Linked DNA regions of Mus musculus: region 2 is linked to region 1. The links are chromatin contacts, called in public HiChIP or PLAC-seq maps. All regions are on one chromosome and are shown on one strand. Each heading gives the region's core, a stretch centred on a gene start, on an enhancer-like site or on the middle of the called end of the contact. The rest is flanking DNA. Distances are from core to core; before and after follow the strand shown. Region 1 holds the start of Ppp3ca (protein phosphatase 3, catalytic subunit, alpha isoform). Region 2 holds the start of Rap1gds1 (RAP1, GTP-GDP dissociation stimulator 1).

The links. HiChIP or PLAC-seq counts read pairs in DNA pulled down with a chosen protein or histone mark.
Region 2: an H3K27ac HiChIP or PLAC-seq map of thymic regulatory T cells shows a contact between it and region 1, with 8 times the contacts expected there. The contact joins the promoter of Rap1gds1 here to the promoter of Ppp3ca in region 1. A contact is called at or near these places in 1 of 39 promoter capture datasets (liver), 2 of 115 datasets of contacts at active chromatin or transcription factors (astrocytes and thymic regulatory T cells) and 1 of 9 other capture datasets (liver).

The regions. Positions count from the first base shown.
Region 1 is chr3:136,667,388-136,672,764 of GRCm38.p6, forward strand. It overlaps Ppp3ca (protein phosphatase 3, catalytic subunit, alpha isoform), which reads left to right and starts at 2,679. Exons shown (of 14, transcript NM_008913.5): 1 at 2,679-3,514. The coding sequence starts at 3,457.
Region 2 is chr3:139,072,488-139,078,387 of GRCm38.p6, forward strand. It overlaps Rap1gds1 (RAP1, GTP-GDP dissociation stimulator 1), which reads right to left and starts at 2,714. Exons shown (of 15, transcript NM_001040690.2): 1 at 2,549-2,714. The coding sequence starts at 2,552.

The DNA of each region.
Region 1 (5,377 bases), core at 1,429-3,928:
TGGCATGTCACAGACAGCTTGGCCCAGATTATCAATACCAAGAACTAATCGCATGGACTCATTATGGTTGGGCTGTGAAAGGGAATTCCAAACAGGAAAGCTGCTTCCTAGAGATAATTAAACAAAGGAAGGAAAAGTGTATTATTTTTTGTAGTGTATGAAATGTTGTCTTTTATGACTTTTTAAAAAATCTTTACTTTCTCTTCATAAGCAAAGGACATTTCCAAAGTCAGCTCCTGAAAACTGAACCTGTCACAGTGAAAATGTGAGTTCCAAATGTAAGCTAATCTTTGTCAGTTTGAATATAGTCAAGAGCTGTTTGGGAACTCTAACAGGATTTAAGGAGAAAAGGAAAGGGACAGCTATAGCAGAGAGCTGGCCATTGGAAGGGATGACTGGCTATCTGGTTGACTAGGCCGGGTGTCTGGACCTAGCTATTCCTTGGTTGGCATTGTCCTGTATAGTACTTAAGAATCCAACTTTACTTAATATGCATCTACATTACAGTGCTTAGGGAAACACACGCGCGCACACACACACACACACACTAAAAGTATTTGATGATAGAAAGATGTGCTGTGCAAAGTGATTACTATTTGTCACCCCCTCCCCCCCCCCACACACACCTTATGTGGACTTGGGATGGACTGAAGGGTGTTTCTGAAAGGTCTACCTTTAGTTCCTATTTCTATTATCAAACTTTTCAATGTGTTTGATAATTTCAGCCCCTGATCCTAGCTCAAGGATGCCTTTCCTATGCCCAGGGGAGAGCTACTCTAAATAACAGTTGCATCTGTGAGCAGCGTGGGGGTGAGGGAGTCTTGGCTTTCAAAGTGAGGATCCCCAGATAAGGTTTCCTGGTCTTTCCTGAAGCAGGCCCTGCTCACCCACAGGTCTTGGCGTCCTTCCCTCTCTTCCAGCCATCTGGCCAGGGACCAGCTTCCCAAATCTGCCTTGGCAACTAGCTCTGCTCTAGCCCAGGAGGCTGTTTGCAACAACCCCTAACTGAGGAGATTACAGAGTCCTCTTGTAGATAATTTCATGTTCCCTGAAAATTCCACTGGGCTATATAGATCTTATTGAAAGCAAGGACCCTAGAGGTGGCAAATTTAGCAGCAGAAATCTGGCCACGAGGGCAGCCTCCCTTTGCGGATGGGATGTGACCATCCACTCCATCTCTCCTTTTGACTGGCAGGCTAGCCTTCTCACATCCTCTGTCCTAAAATCCTTGAGGCTACCTAGTTGTCATGCCCCAGAGCCACCAATTTGCTATTAAATTTGTATTTTTTTGGACTTGAGTTTCATCTAATCCCTGTGGCCAGATCAGTTCTCCTGGCTCCATCTCCTAGCTTCCTAAACTCCCCCCCCCGCCCCCTCCCAAGACAGTCCTGGCTGTCCTGGGACTCAGTCTGTAGACCAGACTGGCCTGGAACTTACAGAGCTCCTCCTGCCTCTGCCTCCCAGATGCTGGGACTAATGGAGTGTGCCTCCAGCAGCTTCCCACACCTTTTTGTAGGCCCTTTATTAAGCTTACAGTCCAATTCAGGAAATACGAAAACCCTGATACTGAAGGAATTTGAAAATAAAACAGGAAGGACAAGGGTGAGAAATTTATTCAGCTCTCTTCATAATTTCCTTGCTGGTCCTTGGGGTTGTGGTAGGCCAGGGGGAGGGCTGTGCCCAGAAGATATTTTGTTTGTTTGTTTGTTTGTTTTTTCGAGGCAGGGTTTCTCGGTATAGCTCTAGCTGTCCTGGAACTCAGGAGGCAGAAGATATTTTGAAGAGCATTTCATACACGGTCCCTTATTTTCCTTCTTATGAGGGACTTGTGAGAAACTGCAACAAGCCAAGGCCCTACATGCATCTTGATCACTGAGTGACTGACTGGAAGGAACAGGAAGAAATTTAGTGTCACCTATCGCCACCAGTGACTGCTAGCTCCTGTGAACAGGGAAAAGGCGACCTCTCCCGAGTCTTTCTGACTCCTCTTATCTCCTAGGGCATCCAGGGTCACTGAGCACAGCCAGGGTCGCATAGGCTCCAGTCTGTTCCCATCCACCTTGGATAGCTAGCCAGCCAGCCACCGCGTCCCGCAGCGCCCCAAACACACTTTCGTTTCTTCCCGTGAAGTTGTGCACGCGTCCTAACCACCCCACCATCAGTAATCCCCGTCCACCTAGCTCAGGCAGAGCTGCCTCCCCAAGGTAAGCTGTTTACTCGTCGCCTTCCTTGGCGATCCTCCCTGGACAGCTGCGGCAGCGACAGCAGCTGCGCCGCGGCCGGGAGCGTCCGGCGCTCCTCCTTCCTCGGTCTCCGAACTCACTACTGCGGGCCACTCACACACTCGGAGCGGCCGAGACCCACCCGGGAGTGTGTGCAGGACTTCGGGAGTGGGCAGGCGCGGGGGCACGCAGCAGCCCAGCTCCTCCCGGCCCCTACTCCCAGTCCAGCCTCCCTCCTCCCTGCCCACTCCAGTGACACTTGAGCGGTCACAGGGCGGTGGAGGCAGCAGGCCCACGGGACTGACTGGCACCCTGAAGAAAACAGAGCAGGGGGCGGGGCGGTCACCCAGACCACCGCCTTAGCGATGAGGGACGCGCTCTCCAGCCAATGAGCTTGCGAGGTGCAACGTGGGGCGGGCCCTAAGGCGGACCCCGAGGAGGAGGTGGCCAGGGCGCTGGAGGCGGGGGCGGTGAGGAGGAAGGGGAGGAGGCGGAGGCGGGCGCGGTGGTGGCGGCGGCCGGCGCGGCGGCGGAGGCGAGGTTGTGCCCCGGACTGTGTCCACCGAGCTCAGCGGCTGTTGCCTGTGCGTGGAGAAGCAGCGGCGCCGCGAGGCAGAGGAGGATCGCGGACGAGCGCGGCGGCGGGACGTCTACGGCTGCCGCGGCCCCGGCGGCGCCCGGCGACAATCGGCGTGGGGAAGCAGCGGCGGCCGCAGCGGCAGCCGCCTCTCCAGCACCGGGAAGCCGAGGCGCGGCTGGCGGCGCTGACATCCGCGGCCCTGCCTCTCCTCCCTCGCCCCCGGCCCTCCCCATGTGATCGGTCTTAATCCCGACCGTGTGCGCGCGTGGGGGCTCCATTGCGCGGCGCCCGGTGTCGGTGCCGGGGTGGGTGCTCGCGTGTGCTTCTCCTCCCCATCCCCCGCCCCGTCCCCAAGAATAAAAGAAGAACCGGGAGGCGTGCTCAGAAAATAAATAAATAACCAGCACACACGCGCAGCCCGGAGCGAGGCGGCGGGGCTGGCGGCGGCGGAGGAGGAGTGAAGGCGGCGGCGGCGGAGGAGGGACGCGCGGAGCCGGCAGTAACTTTCGAGCCAGCCCAGAGCCCAGAGCTCCAGCCGAGCGGTTTGCAGCGCGGCGGCGGCGGCGCTGAGTGTCTGGCCCGCCGGTGCGGTCGGGGTGTGCAGTCGGACGGGACGAGCAGCGCGTCGCTGTCCCCCCCTCCCGGTGGCTGGAGATGTCCGAGCCCAAGGCGATTGATCCCAAGTTGTCGACGACCGACAGGGTGGTGAAAGGTAAGCGCAGCGCCGCGTCGGCCCGGGGTGCACCGAGTGCCGCAGGCGACTGTCCTCCCCTCCCCCGCCCCGGTCGTCCCTCTCCGGCTAGCGCCGGGGACCTTCTAGGATCTCCTGCAAGAGGCGATCCCTTCCTTCGCCGCGCCCTGCCCCCACACCGCCCACCCGGCCCTAATCGGGGCATTTATTTTTATTTATGTATTTATTTGTTTGTTTTCGTGGACGGGGGGCAGCAGTTGGCAAATGGCTGAGTGGCTGGGAGGCGGTGGCGGGGGTGGCGGTGGCGGGAGGGGGCGCCCGGGGGGGGGGGTGACTGCTGGCAGGGTGTAGCTGCTGTGACAGAAATAGGAAGTGGGTGGCTGCTCGCGGGCTTGCATGGGATCGGGTTTATGGTTTGCTCTTTGTAGAGGGAGGGGAGGTGATTTATGGCTTTTAAAAAATTAATAGGGCATTTTAATGTGGCCATGGCTTGCCGCGGACTGGCTCGCCCCGGCACATTGCTCCAGGCGCTCCATTGCAGCAGTTCCCTGGGCGCCCCCTCCCCCTCCGCGGGAAGGGCCTGCACAGGACTCGCGAGAGAGCGGGAGAGCGTGGGGGGAGCCCAGCTCCGGCTGCCGCGCGCCGCGGGGGCGGGGGGACCGGGGCCGCGTGGGGGCAGCTCCAGGCGGGGGACGACCGGAGCCCCCGCTGCCGCCCCGGGATTTCCCCGCAGGCCTGGAGCGACGCGAGCGGTGGCGATCCTCTGTCGACCTCCCTTGCCACCCACGGCTGACTGCCGCCGACCTGTCATTGCTCTTAAAGGGTTCCCCGCTGGTGCACACCTTTAGGGTGGGAAGCTCACCGTGCTCCCTTCCCCCAAGCTCCTAGCACCCCCTTGGTTACGGGCTATTTGGTTGTCTTTATTGCTAGGGGTGATTTGTATGTGTATAACTGGCAGGGATGGCTCTGGGTTGCTGGCTAGGAGAAGCCAGGGGGATTCGTGGGGTGAGGAAGGGGACAACGTGGTTGCCCTTTCTATCCCCACCATCCTCACTGTATTCCAATGTGGAACGGGGAAGAGGAACTGCAGATTCGAAAGGATTAAGTAGTGACACTTATTCTTGGGGTCAGGGTTCTGAGCAAAGCTGAGATGGGCACTAGCCTGTGCAGAGCGGGCCTCTGAAACTGGAAGGAGTGATGGGGGCGGTGTGTGTGTGTGTGTGTGTGTGTGTGTGTGTGTGTGTGTGTGTGTGTGTGTGTGTGTGTGATCAGAAACAGTATCTTATGCAGCAGAGCACTTAGCTAGAGTGCAAAGCAATCAAGTCATTTGCTCCAGGAACACTTAGGTGAAAGTAACCCAGCGCCCTCCCTAAGACATGATCCATGTTCTTTGGAGCTTTAGAAAGGATACTCGCTCCTACGTTTGCTCAGATTTTAAAGTTTTGAGTTGTGTTGTGCTGTGCTGTGTGTGCGTGCGCGCGTGCGTGCGTGTGTGTTATGTTTTCTTTTGTGAGAGAATAAAATATTTTCTCTCCTTTTGGTTATGTTGGAACCATTCCTACTTAAAAGTAGGATTCATAGAGCCGTCAAAATAAAGATGGAATAGGAAAAGCTCTGTAAAAAAAAAAGGTGATAAAGCCTCAGATGCACCGCTGTCTTGTGCAATGATCAGCAAGTATCTCCTTAATGTGTGACGTTTAGGCATAGCTCCAATGCAAAGATACTTTGTTTCCTAAACAAAGTAATAGTTTACAAAGATGATACTATGTGTTGGTAGAAAAAAAAGTCCTGTCACATTCCCTGTTTAGATGTCAAACGTGGATTTCTAAAGTGTGGATTTAGATTGTTATTGTCATCAAGTAAGCTATGTAAAACTAATTGCTT
Region 2 (5,900 bases), core at 1,464-3,963, 2.4 Mb after region 1:
ACTCATTCTTGCCTCCCCACCGTACACTCCATAGGATGGAGTTTTGATCAATATTGGGTTGCAATAACATATACACTTATAGTAATTAAAGTCACAGCTGGGATCTGTGAGGTTATATAGAAAATATTCTTCATTTTCTTATGGAGAAAAGCTATTGCCATAAAAATACCCTTTAAGGGTTCCAGCTGGGACTCAAATATGCACAAGGCTCTGGGGTTTGCTACCCAAGACAACAAAAACAAAGCAGACTACCTAAAATAAATAAAATGCACCTTATTGATTTCTTTAAAAGACAGTTAAAAAATAATCCCTTCCCCCACCATTAATTAGTATATCTTAGGAGTTGTCTTAACTTCTGTGGCTCAGATATAAAATTATCTTCCAAGGTTTTAATGTTTTATTATTGTATATACCTCTCGATCATACAAAGACATCTTAATCACTGCAAACAGCATTATAGAAGGAAACTATATACCTAAGGTTGCCTTCAAAACCCACACCCTGCAATAATGTAACCAGTGTTTAGTGAAAGGCCTTACAGCAAGACATTTTCTATACTTCCATGTCTACCAATTCACGCCAACGTTTAGGGCCTACGTTTCAAGTTCAAGAGCAGAAAGTACATGCCAGTGTAAAGAATAATTTGGCCAAATTTTATTGAACACCTACTATGTGAAAACTCTCACAAAAGACACAAAACTTAAGACATAAAATGTCATCTTCTTGAACATAAAGTTAAATGCTCAAAACAACTAGATATGCAAATAACTCCATTAGACATTATGTGGGTGCTATTTAAACAAAACAACAAAACTTCTAACAAGGTACCCCAAGTGCTAACAGGAGGGAACATAAACAAGAGTTTCTGAGAAGCTTCAAAATAAAGTGGGTTTGTATTTGACTCTCCCCCCCCCCTTTTAAATCACCCATCAGCATTCAAGATTTGCAAGATTATTAAGTAACTTAATCTGTTTTAGGTATTTTTATTCCCTAATTTGCAACAACAGACCTTGGATATCCACCCCCACTGGGGGAAAAATACCGATTCAACATTTTGAACGTTTAGTTAAAATGAGCTTTAACTAAATCTCACCTTTAAAAAACTGAGACTTGTTTCTACACCAAACCTGTAAGTGTAATTAAAAACTTTCCAACACGCAGATTTTAATCTGTAATCTGGATTAGTATTCTTTTAAAATTCTATAAAGGGACGAACAAATGGGATACCGATTTTTTTTTTTTTTTTTATAGAAATGTTCCGACTGTCAGTGATACTCACTTGGAAGACAAACAAGTGAAAATAAAATTCAGGGGCATGGGTGTTTTGTTCTGCTTTGTTTCATTAAAACCACCTCCTTCTCCCCCAACGGTCCTCTTCCTACTAAATGACAAAGATCTGACTCAAAGCTAAGAGTATTTGGTCTTCCGGGAAAGGCTACCACATCATTTCTAGGATTCTGATACTTCCTGGAGGGTTCTGTATTGCCATGATCTAACTCTAAGCATTGAGCACTGTGTTGACAGATGAAAGGACCACACTCATAAATAACTTGCCCAGAAGGAGTGGGCAAAGTCCGTGTGGAGGGACGCCGAAGAAGCCAGTTTTTAAAAGGGGAAATTACGATAGACGCAAATTATGGAATAGAAGCAAACTGGGGAACGTGTACTGGACAGATGATCTAAGTTGTTACTATCAAAGGAAACTTTTCGCCCTTAATTACAGAAGAGATTTGTATCCGGTGCTTTTGTAATTATGCACAGGTAGGCAATATCTGAGGAGAATCTCACGTTCAAACATAAACAGTTTTATAAAACATTTGCATTGAAGTATCCATTCTTTTAGGATTAACTATAAGTACAATGGAACTAGAATCAGATTATACAGATTTAGGCAGGGGCAGCTGGGGCAGAACAGGCAGCATGTAAATTCCTTAACAATGTGTTACAGGGCACAGTTTCCAGCTACAGGAGAAATCCAGAAAACCGCTTGAGGACCGGAACTGTGCACGCCGTAGTCTCCCAACACTAATTCAACAGCTAGCGGCTCCCGCCAGCCTCGCGCTGCCCACGGCGGCGGCGGGCGAGTCGCCACCTCCACCTTGGAGACTGTCCGCTCGGCACTCGGCTGGCCATCGCCCTCCCAAACTACTTGCCGGCTCTCCCCGCACCGGCGCCGGCCGTCGGCAGGCCGGGGAGGGAGCGATCGCGCCCACGGGAAGGAAGTTCCGCCAAGTGGTCGGGCTCGCCGTGGGACCGAGCCTGCAGCACCGCGGCCTCCCAGCCCCGGGGACGCCCCGCGCGGCCCGGTGCCGGCAGGAAGCGTGGAGGAGGGGAGGCGAGCGCGGAGCCCGCCGCCGACCCCACCCCGTGCGCGACCCCGCCGGCCCGGCCGCCCTCGTGCGCCCGCCTTCCCCCTGGGAGGGCCGCCGCCCCGCACCTCGCGGACCCGGGGACCCCGGCAAGTTTGCAGGAGAGATGCACTGCCACCCTGCAGCACGCCGAGGGGGAGAAAAGAAAATGTCAGGCGATGACGGCCGGCAGGACTCACCCATGTTCCTCCCACAGAGTGAGGACCGGCAGGGCGAGGCGAAGGGTTCGGGTGCGGGCGGCGCGGCTCAGCGGCGGCGGCGTCCTCCCTCTACCTCCGCGTCTCCCGCAGCCAGGGAGGGACCCGCGGGGGGCGGCCGCCGGGGAGGAGCAGCGGCTGCGGCTGCGGGCGGCGCGGCCGCGGCGGGGACGAGCGGCGGGGGGCGGGGCGGGGCGGGGCGGGGCGGCCGGGCGCAGCCTGCGGCGGGCGCGGCTGCGAGCGAGCGAGCGAGCGAACGTGCGGGCGGGCGGGCGGGCGGGCTGGCGCGGAGGCGCCGAGCCGTCCTGAGGAGCGCCCTCCCGACGCGCGGCCGAGCGCCCCGCCCTCTCCGCCGAGCGCCCCGCCCTCTCCGCCGAGCATGCTCAGTGCGGCCAGTGCTGCCTCCTGCCCACGGCCGGCGAGGCTTAGCCCGCCGGGGGCTGTGCGTCTACAGACCGGAGCGGTACAGCTCGGTGGCTGTTGCTCGAGGGGCGGAAGCAGGGCTCAGATCTCCGGGCTGCTGGGACGGAGCCTCCCGGGAGGAAGTCTCAGCCCGGAGCGTGCCTGGCAGCGCACGCCCCAGGCGAGCATGTGCGGGGTGGCGGAGCAGGAGGACGTAGATGTCCGCGGGCGCGTCCCCAGGGCGCATCAGGCTGTCCTGCGGGGCTGGCGGGAAAGCCGGTCCAGCGGAGAGCGGTCGCAAGGTCACCCTCGGCGAGCCAGTGCCTAAAGCCCTTTAACCCGTCGGGCGGGACCCTACAGGCTGTGTCCGCCGCACTCCGGCTGTGCCAGGGAGGAAAGACGTGCTGAGATCAGAAACACTGAAAGTCCACCTACGGGCGGGGGTAACTCGGTGGATGACGAGCCGCCCGGGGACTGTGACCGAAATGCTCCCACATGCTCTCGCGGGGCTCGGGGTCCCAGACTGGGCTCTGCACCAAGAAGAGGCAGTAGGATTTCTCTGTGTAGCCCTGGCAGTCCTGGAACTCACTTTGTAGACCAGCTGGCCTGGAACTCAGAAATCCGCCTGTGAAAAACCAAAAAAATAAATAATAATAATAACGTAAAATAAAAGAAGGAGGGGGAGAAGGAAGAAGAAGAGACAGTAGGAGACCTGCACGTGTCCTGACCCCTGCCTGCCTGGACTTTATCCCAGGCCTGTGGCGATCTGTAGGAAGAGGAGCTGCAACTCTTGCTGCCAGAAGGGGCTGTTTCTTCATCTGTGACTCTCACAGACCAGTCGCTAATATTACAGGCACAGATCACAAGAGCATCTCGATATGTTAGGTACTGGGATTTTATGTGATTTTTTCTGAAATAAAAATGCAACATAATTAAAGACAGGTGTGATCTATTTACAGCAGCTCAGGCATAGACTGATACAGATGTTAAACACCCGTTCTTGGAAGAAAACTACTCTTCCTGTTTGCCTATAATTCATCTTGCAGAAGGCTGTTAGGATTGTTGTAATAATCTCTATACACAGGGTTCAAACAAAATTACTGAGCATCTGGGGCCCAGAAGACAAACCAGGGCAGGACCACACATCTTCTGAGGGTACCTCTTCCTTGCCTTGTAGCAATATGACTCTAGCTTTCACATATTTTCCCTACGTGCTTATGTGTCCAGTTTTCCCTTATTTATAAGGACACTGGTCATGAAGATCGGGAAGGCCACTCCCAATCTTGACTCTGGTGTCTGCAATGACCTGATTTCTGAACAAGGTCACATTCCGATGTCTTAGGGATTTCTGCTCGATGGCTGGGCACAGTTCAGTCAGTAAGACCACCCCCCCCCCCAAGTCTACAAACATGCACGTGCCTTGTTCTGCTTCTTTTTCCCAAATGTTTGCAAAAGACCATGCTAGGTCTTTCTATTGCTTCACATGGTTGATCTCTCTCTCTCTCTTTCCTTAATTTTCACAAATGTCTTCTACATTCTCTGTTTCAAGTTGCTTTAAGTTTCCTGTTACTTCCTTTGCTAATTACATATCACAATAATTTCAGGGTATGTCTAGCTTTCATTTGCATGTATGCATTGAAATTGGAAAGGCAGCTGGGTTTTTGTCCTCCCACCTGGCATTAGTTTAAGCATCATTTGTGCTCCTCTTGCATCCACAAGCCACCCCTTCGACTTTCTCACCAATTAAAGGCACAGTGCAGGGCAATCATGATGATCATGTTGAACTCCAATACATTGACATAACTATAGTGAGACTCTTTTGGACTATACCTAGAAGTGGCTCATTTAAGGAATGATGTAATGCCTCTTGGGTTGTTTTGTTTTGTTTTGTTTTGTTTTGTTTTTGAAGTGTGGTCTTGCTATATATAGTCCTGGCTGGCCTACTCACTGTGTAGCCCAAATGATCTCACAAACATATCAGTTCTCCTGTGGCCTCTCCAATGATAGGATTAAGGAATGTGCCAACATACACAATTCTTTCTTCTCCTTTTATAGGAATATAATGATTTTTAAAATATTTTTGTCTAAAACAGTTATTCTCAACCTATGGGTCATGGCCCTTGGTGGGGGGAGGGGGGGTTGTCAAATGACCCTGTAACAGGGGTCACCTAAGACCATCAGAAAACACAGGTATTTAATTTATGATTTGTAACAGTAATAAAATTATGAAGTAGCAACAAAATTATTTTATGATTAGGGGGTCACCATGAGGGCCTATATACAACATGAGGAACTGTTTTAATGGGTGGCAGCATTAGGAAGGCTGAGAACCTCTGAGTTCAAAGTTACCTGTGTGAGGAGCCCTTCTATACCATTTCATCCAGACTCTGTACACCCACTTTATATCCACACCTCTGTACTTTATGTCTCTTCAATATTATCACTAGAATGGCGTGTATTTTGCCCTTTAGCGATCACGTTTAAGCATCCATCCTGAAAGACGGTAATTTTTGCCTTTCCTTTTTGGCTGTTAGATCACCAGTGCTGAGAACAGAGCTAACAGAGCAAATGTTTAGTGGAAGTTACTGCATAATTAAAAGTCTTTCGGTTGTCTCTATGATTTTTTCCTAAAAGAGAGCAAGAATGATGTTAAGAACACTGGCTGCTCTTGCAGAGGACATGGCTCCCATTCCCAGCATCCTCATGGAGGTGCATCATCACCTGTAACTCTTGTTCCGGGTGATCTACTGCCCTCTTCTGGCCTCCATGGGCACCATGCATTCACGTGGTACACAGAAATACTCTGTAGCAAAGCATCCATATATGTTAAAGAAGAAGAATGGTGTTGAGATTTTTCCTAAAAAGAATAAAAGACATTTTAAAAATAAAGAAATAAACTTGACACCTCACAGTGAGAACAATTATTTGTAGA